Linked DNA regions of Mus musculus: region 1 is linked to region 2. A link is a contact called in public Micro-C data. All regions are on one chromosome and are shown on one strand. The core of a region is the stretch at or near the end of the contact, and the rest is flanking DNA. Distances in the headings are between cores, read along the strand shown.

What was found. A called contact is a pair of places that touch in the nucleus more often than the background predicts.
Region 1: a Micro-C map of granulosa cells shows a contact between it and region 2, with 4 times the contacts expected there. The contact joins two enhancer-like sites. A contact is called at or near these places in 8 of 39 promoter capture datasets (HPC-7-derived erythroid cells, embryonic stem cells, hippocampal neurons and 2 more), 1 of 15 datasets of contacts at CTCF or cohesin (embryonic stem cells), 19 of 484 Hi-C or Micro-C datasets (embryonic stem cells, granulosa cells and ventricular fibroblasts), 2 of 115 datasets of contacts at active chromatin or transcription factors (embryonic stem cells and heart atrium) and 1 of 9 other capture datasets (embryonic stem cells).

Annotation. Positions count from the first base shown.
Region 1 is chr3:28,106,463-28,109,162 of GRCm38.p6, forward strand. The region is part of intron 21 of Pld1 (phospholipase D1); the gene reads left to right. Among named protein-coding and RNA genes, the nearest start is that of Gm42196, 69 kb to the right of the region's middle. Within about 2 kb of position 1,424, at least 33 of the 459 cell types and tissues checked have an H3K27ac peak or open chromatin away from gene starts, as enhancers often do. A contact at or near this core is called in granulosa cells and heart atrium, where this site is marked.
Region 2 is chr3:27,903,805-27,906,584 of GRCm38.p6, forward strand. No RefSeq gene overlaps it. Among named protein-coding and RNA genes, the nearest start is that of Gm42195, 5.0 kb to the left of the region's middle. Within about 2 kb of position 1,372, at least 30 of the 459 cell types and tissues checked have an H3K27ac peak or open chromatin away from gene starts, as enhancers often do. A contact at or near this core is called in granulosa cells and heart atrium, where this site is marked.

The DNA.
Region 1 (2,700 bases), core at 174-2,673, 200 kb after region 2:
TGGGAAGTTCCAAGTCAGCGAGACTCTGTCTTAATGACCATGTGGACAGGTGCTGAAGGGGACACGTGAGTTAGGCTCTGGCTTCCATACACATATGTAGGCACATACATGTGCGTTCACACATATGCACAAAATCTTATACACACACAAATAAATATATTTTAGAAATCATATAAAATAAATAGAAAGGAAGTGGGAAGGGGCTTGTTCTAGTTCCTCTAGAATTCTGCTTAGGATGAAAAAACAATTTTCACTCGCTCACTCTTTTTTTTTTTTTTTTTTAATTAAAAAAAAACCTGTGTTTGTTTATTTTCTGAGACAGGGTTTATCTGTGTAGCCCTAGTTATCCTGACACTCCCCCTGTAGACCAAGCTGGCCTCGAACTCAGAGGGCTAATAATGCAACACTGATAACAGCTTTATTCCCAACATCCACGAGGCAAAGCAACCCAACAGTCCACTAGCAGATGAACGTGTACACACAATACAGAAGAATATTCAGCCACAAAGCTGAAGGAGCTGTGAAGCATGCCACGGTATGGGTGAACCTTGAGGGTAGTGTGTTAAGGAAAACAAGTTAGACCAAAAAGGACAAGCCTCATGTGATTCCTCATATATGCAAAATCCAGGTAGAGTAAACTAGAGATAGCCAGGGACTCTAGGGAGTGGGAGGTGGGGGATGAAAGCTGGGGGGTAGGAATGAAGCGAATTCTATCTGTGATGATGATGAAAAGCTTTGAATATGGAAGGCATCATGTAAAATTAGGACCACAGTTAATGATGAAGACTCTCACAGTGGACAGAATGCCCAATTTTACATTTTATATATTTACCATAATGAAAATTCAAATGAAATATAATTAAGAAAAATATCAAGTATAGTTTGACCTACTTTTTGCTGAAATGTTCTTTTAATCTGACTCCAACCCCATCCTCCCAGCCAACAGAGCACACTGAAAGCATGGGTTCTCTACTGAAGGCTGCCCCAAATAGAAAGCTATGTGAACCTCCACCCAGTGTGTTGGAGCAGGTCAGCCCTCAGCCCAGGTCATGAGCTTGTCATGAATGAGCAAGACACAGAGCTTATGGGTCACTTCCTGGCCACGGTCTGGGAAAGAAGAGGCAGATGAGACCCGGTTCTGACTGCAGAGCCAGGCAGCTCCAATGAACAAGGTGACCTAGAAGTGCTTCCATCCTGGCTAGGAGCTCAGCTGACTTGCTTTATTAGCACGTGGGTGGGGTACTGTGGACATCACTGGAATGACTATGGGACGTCTCACAGGAATATACTTTAGTTAAGTGTCCACTTGGGTTCATGCAGTCTTTTAAATGTGGACTGTGGGAAAGTAGCTCAGGGCTTCCTGTTCTTCTCCTGTGTCCTGTTTACCATTTAAAGACTGTGCCTTGTCGCCTAACCAAGGCAGTAACCAGGGCTGTTCACATTTTCTCTGTATTCTTCCCAACTCAAACTACGTTTGCCATCTAGTGAGTAATCCTTGGCATTGCAGCAGTCTCCCTCAAATGCCTCATTTCTCAGCCATTGACTTTTCATACTATGGTCCCTTTGATAGTCACTTCTGCCCTGTGTTGTCATGAATATATGGACATTCAGACCCACCTGTCAGGTTTGACCATTAGAACAGAGAAAATTCTCACAAGAAGGGTCTCTTCCTCTGTTCACAAGAAGACGAACTATGACCATTAGGTATAATAAATGGTTTAAGCAGGATGACCCTTGAGAATTAGCCAGCAGAGAGAATGTGCTCAAGCAAACTGTATTTGTGCACTGTGAGGTATCCAGCATCTCTCTCAAGCTTTCTCTCTTTCCCGTGTATTCCTAAGCAAAGCCAGAAGCTTTAAGAGTTTGGGACTCTCGCTGTACATGTTGCCTAGTGGGCTATCTAGCCTGTGGTCAAGGATAGCTATAAAGTCAGCCTGATGCAAAATGTTAAACTCACACAAAGCACTATGAGAGGGTTTTCACTAACTCCATTTTACCATTCTCCAGCATAGCCTTAGTCGATGACAATGTCCTGCCTTGGTGTCAAAAGGCTTGATGTGTCTATCAGAGCATAGCATTCTGGGCTTCTGAATACACATCAAAAGAAAGAGCTGCATTTTCTTCTATTGTTCTAGCTGTCATTAAGAAGCTTCGGTTTCCTATAAAAGGTGGCCTGAAGATACTGTGTTCTATAAGCTGGGGATTTGAAAATGAACACTGGCTGGGACTTGCTCAGTGGGTAAAAGGTGGTTGTCACACATGTCTGCTGACTTAAGTTCGGTCTCAAGAGTCCATGTGAAAGAACAGTGGGAGGCGAGAACCAGCTCCATAAAGTTGTTCTCTGAACTCCTCACATGGGCTGTAGCGTGTGTGCCTATGCTCCATATATACAATAATAGTCCTTTTTTAAAATAAAGTACGGGCCATTGAGATAGCCCAAACGGTAAAGATGCTTGCTGCCCAGAGCAATACTCTGAATTCAATCTCCAGGATTCACATGGTAGAAAGAGACAAGTGAGTCTCACAAGTTGTTTTCATACTCTCTCTCTCTCTCTCTCTCTCTCTCTCTCACACACACACACACACACACACACATACACACACCTGTGCATAAATGTTTTAAAAATAAAATAAAAAATAACAACTAGTCACTCAGAATTCTTGAAGAATTCCCAGTAACATTCTCTGGCTGGAACCTTA
Region 2 (2,780 bases), core at 122-2,621:
TTAACCCTGCTGTATGGGCACCAGCATAAAATCACATAACTTGGTGGTGAACAGAAGAAGGCACAAGTCACAGACTAGCCTCTCAAGAGTCCAGCGAGGACTGTCACCTCTGAGTAAGAGCTCTGATGGGCAGTTCTTTAATCTACTAGTGATGCTGATCTGAAATCTAGCCCCTGCTCATGGTAATCAAACAGGGTGGGGGACAGAGTCAGTTGTTTGCCTAGCATGTGTGAAGCCTTGAGTTCCATCCCCTGCACTGAACAAACCTCATGTGGTGGTATGTATGTCATATAGGCAGGAGAATTAGATCAGTCATCTTCAGCCACATAGAGAGTTCAAAGCCAGCCTCCGGTGCCTACGATCCTGACAGGAAAGAAGGAAGGAAGGAAGGAAGGAAGGAAGGAAGGAAGGAAGGAAGGGAGGGAGGGAGGGAGGGAGGGGGGAAGGAAAAAAGAAAGAAAGAAAGAAAGAAAGAAAGAAAGAAAGAAAGAAAGAAAGAAAGAGAAAGAAAGAAAGAAAGAAAGAAAGAAAGAAAGAAAGAGGAAGGAAGGAAGAAGGGAGGGAGGGAGGGAGGGAGGGAGGGAGGGAGGGAGGAAAGACAAGAAAGGAAGACAGAGAAAGGAAGAGAGAGAAGAGAAGACAAGCAAGGGAATTGAACTGTGCAAACTCTTTGTCCTACTGTATCTCCATACAGATGATATCATAATTGTCATAATATTTTCTGAGATGAAGAAATTGGTAATATGAACATAGCATTTAGGTTATTAGGAGCTAGGTCTCATTACAAGCATCATGCTTTGGTGGCATATCTATGGTATTAGCACTGTATAGAAAGGCTAGTAATGTTTACTTTTCAACCCACCCAGATTTCCATCCTTGCTGTTTGTTTGTTTCCACAACAGAAAAGAAAAACCACAACAAAAGAGCATTTGAGTAACTTCCATATGACAAAGCATTCACATTTTTTTCTCACTGTCTATACAAAACAAACTGACAAAGCTGGGGCCAAGCAAGGCCACCTTATCTAACAAGAGAGCTCACGGAAACGGGTGTGTTACTAACAGTGGAAAGCACGAAGGGGTAAGCCAACTGGAGAGTCTCAGGCGGACATTAAGAACTAGCCATGCTTAGCCTGTCATTTCATGGACTGAATCCATTGTTAAACTCCCAAGAAAAAGCATCCAATGGCCGCCAGTTCTGGCCTTCCAGGGTCAGCTGTTAGCACCTCTCTGCTCTCTCCTTGTTTAGCACGGGGTGCCGCTCTGCTGCTATTTATAGACAGGTGGCAGGAACCTAACCTCCCAGTTATAGTCGCTCTCAACCATCCTCTGCCAGCACAGCCATTGTCACGTTCTGCTTCCTCTGAATGGAGCAGGTGTGACTCACCGTGCCCATTGAAACAGCAGCCCTGGGAAGGAGTGATCGATACGTGCTCGGAAAGGCTGGCCCAAAGTTAAATTTTTGTAATTGTCCTAATTCAAATATTTACTTAAAGTCTGTTTTTATATTATGTGCAGTTCAAGGGGAATGACATTGTCAGCTGTGCATTTCCTGGAACTGACTGACTGCCACAAGGCCACAGATAAAGTTTGTTTATAGAAAAACAAAATATGAAATAGAAATAACACTGTCCTGGTTGTGGGTTTGTGCTCCCACACACACTGGAGGGAGGGAGGAAGACACCCTACAACCTTTCCTCTACTGACAAAAGGCAAAGATGCTTTCACCCCATCTAGTGACGGAGAGCCACCATCCTGAGACAGTGTATCAGCTGCCTTCCCCATTGCTGTGCCCTGAAACTTGACAAGAACTATCATTAGCAAAGAAGGGTGTATCTTGCCTGCCGGTTTAAGGGGATACAGAACATCACAGCAGGGGACATGTGGTGACGGGGGGGGGGGGGGGGTGTCTTGTCACACTGTATTTACAGCCAGGATGTGGGGTGACGGATGCTGCTCTTTAGCCGACTGTCACCTCTTAATTAAATCGTGGGACCCCTAACCCTACGCAGTGGCATCACCCACATTTAGGATGTTAACTTAATTCAGTATAGAAACTCCCGGTTTTCCTCAGATAATTGTCTGCTAGGAACTCCAGACGCTCCCAAGTTGACAATAGTAAGTGTCATAGAAAGTCTAGGACAAAAGCAGATTTTCAATTTACCTTTAAGCTTTAACGACCCAGAGTTGTGGTGGCCGAGGTGGGAGAGTTGCCATGAATCCTGGGCTACAGTGTCTCAAAGAAGGAGGCAGACAAATGGATTCAACTCTTCCGTGTAAGTGAGTCCTCAGCCTGGTTACCTGGTTCTGTGAGCTTGGATAAATTCAGGCTGGCTTGGCACAGCGCGGAGGCTCGAGGCCTACAAGTTGCTTGTGTGTAACTACTTGATAAGTGAAAACCTTCCTGGATATACGGAACAAAACCACATGCAGCTTATAGCTGCTCTCCATGTTATTACTTCCTATTTTCATTATTTATCAGTTATTGTTTTTCTGATAATGTTAAGTAGGCAACATGCTCATAGCACTCCTAGAGTTTGGCTTTTCTTTCATTGTATTGTTTTGTTAGTGGTATTGGATATTGAAGCCTTAGGCAGGGCCTTATGCATGCTAACCACACAGACTTCTGTTGTAGTACACCCCTATCCCTAGCTTCCTTGCTGATAGAAAACATGTGTATGTGTATGTGTGTGTGGGGGGGCTGGTGGCTAAGGAGATGGTGCAGGTGGTAAAATGCTTGCCATGTAAGCGGAGGATCTACCATGTTTTAAAAAGGCCAGT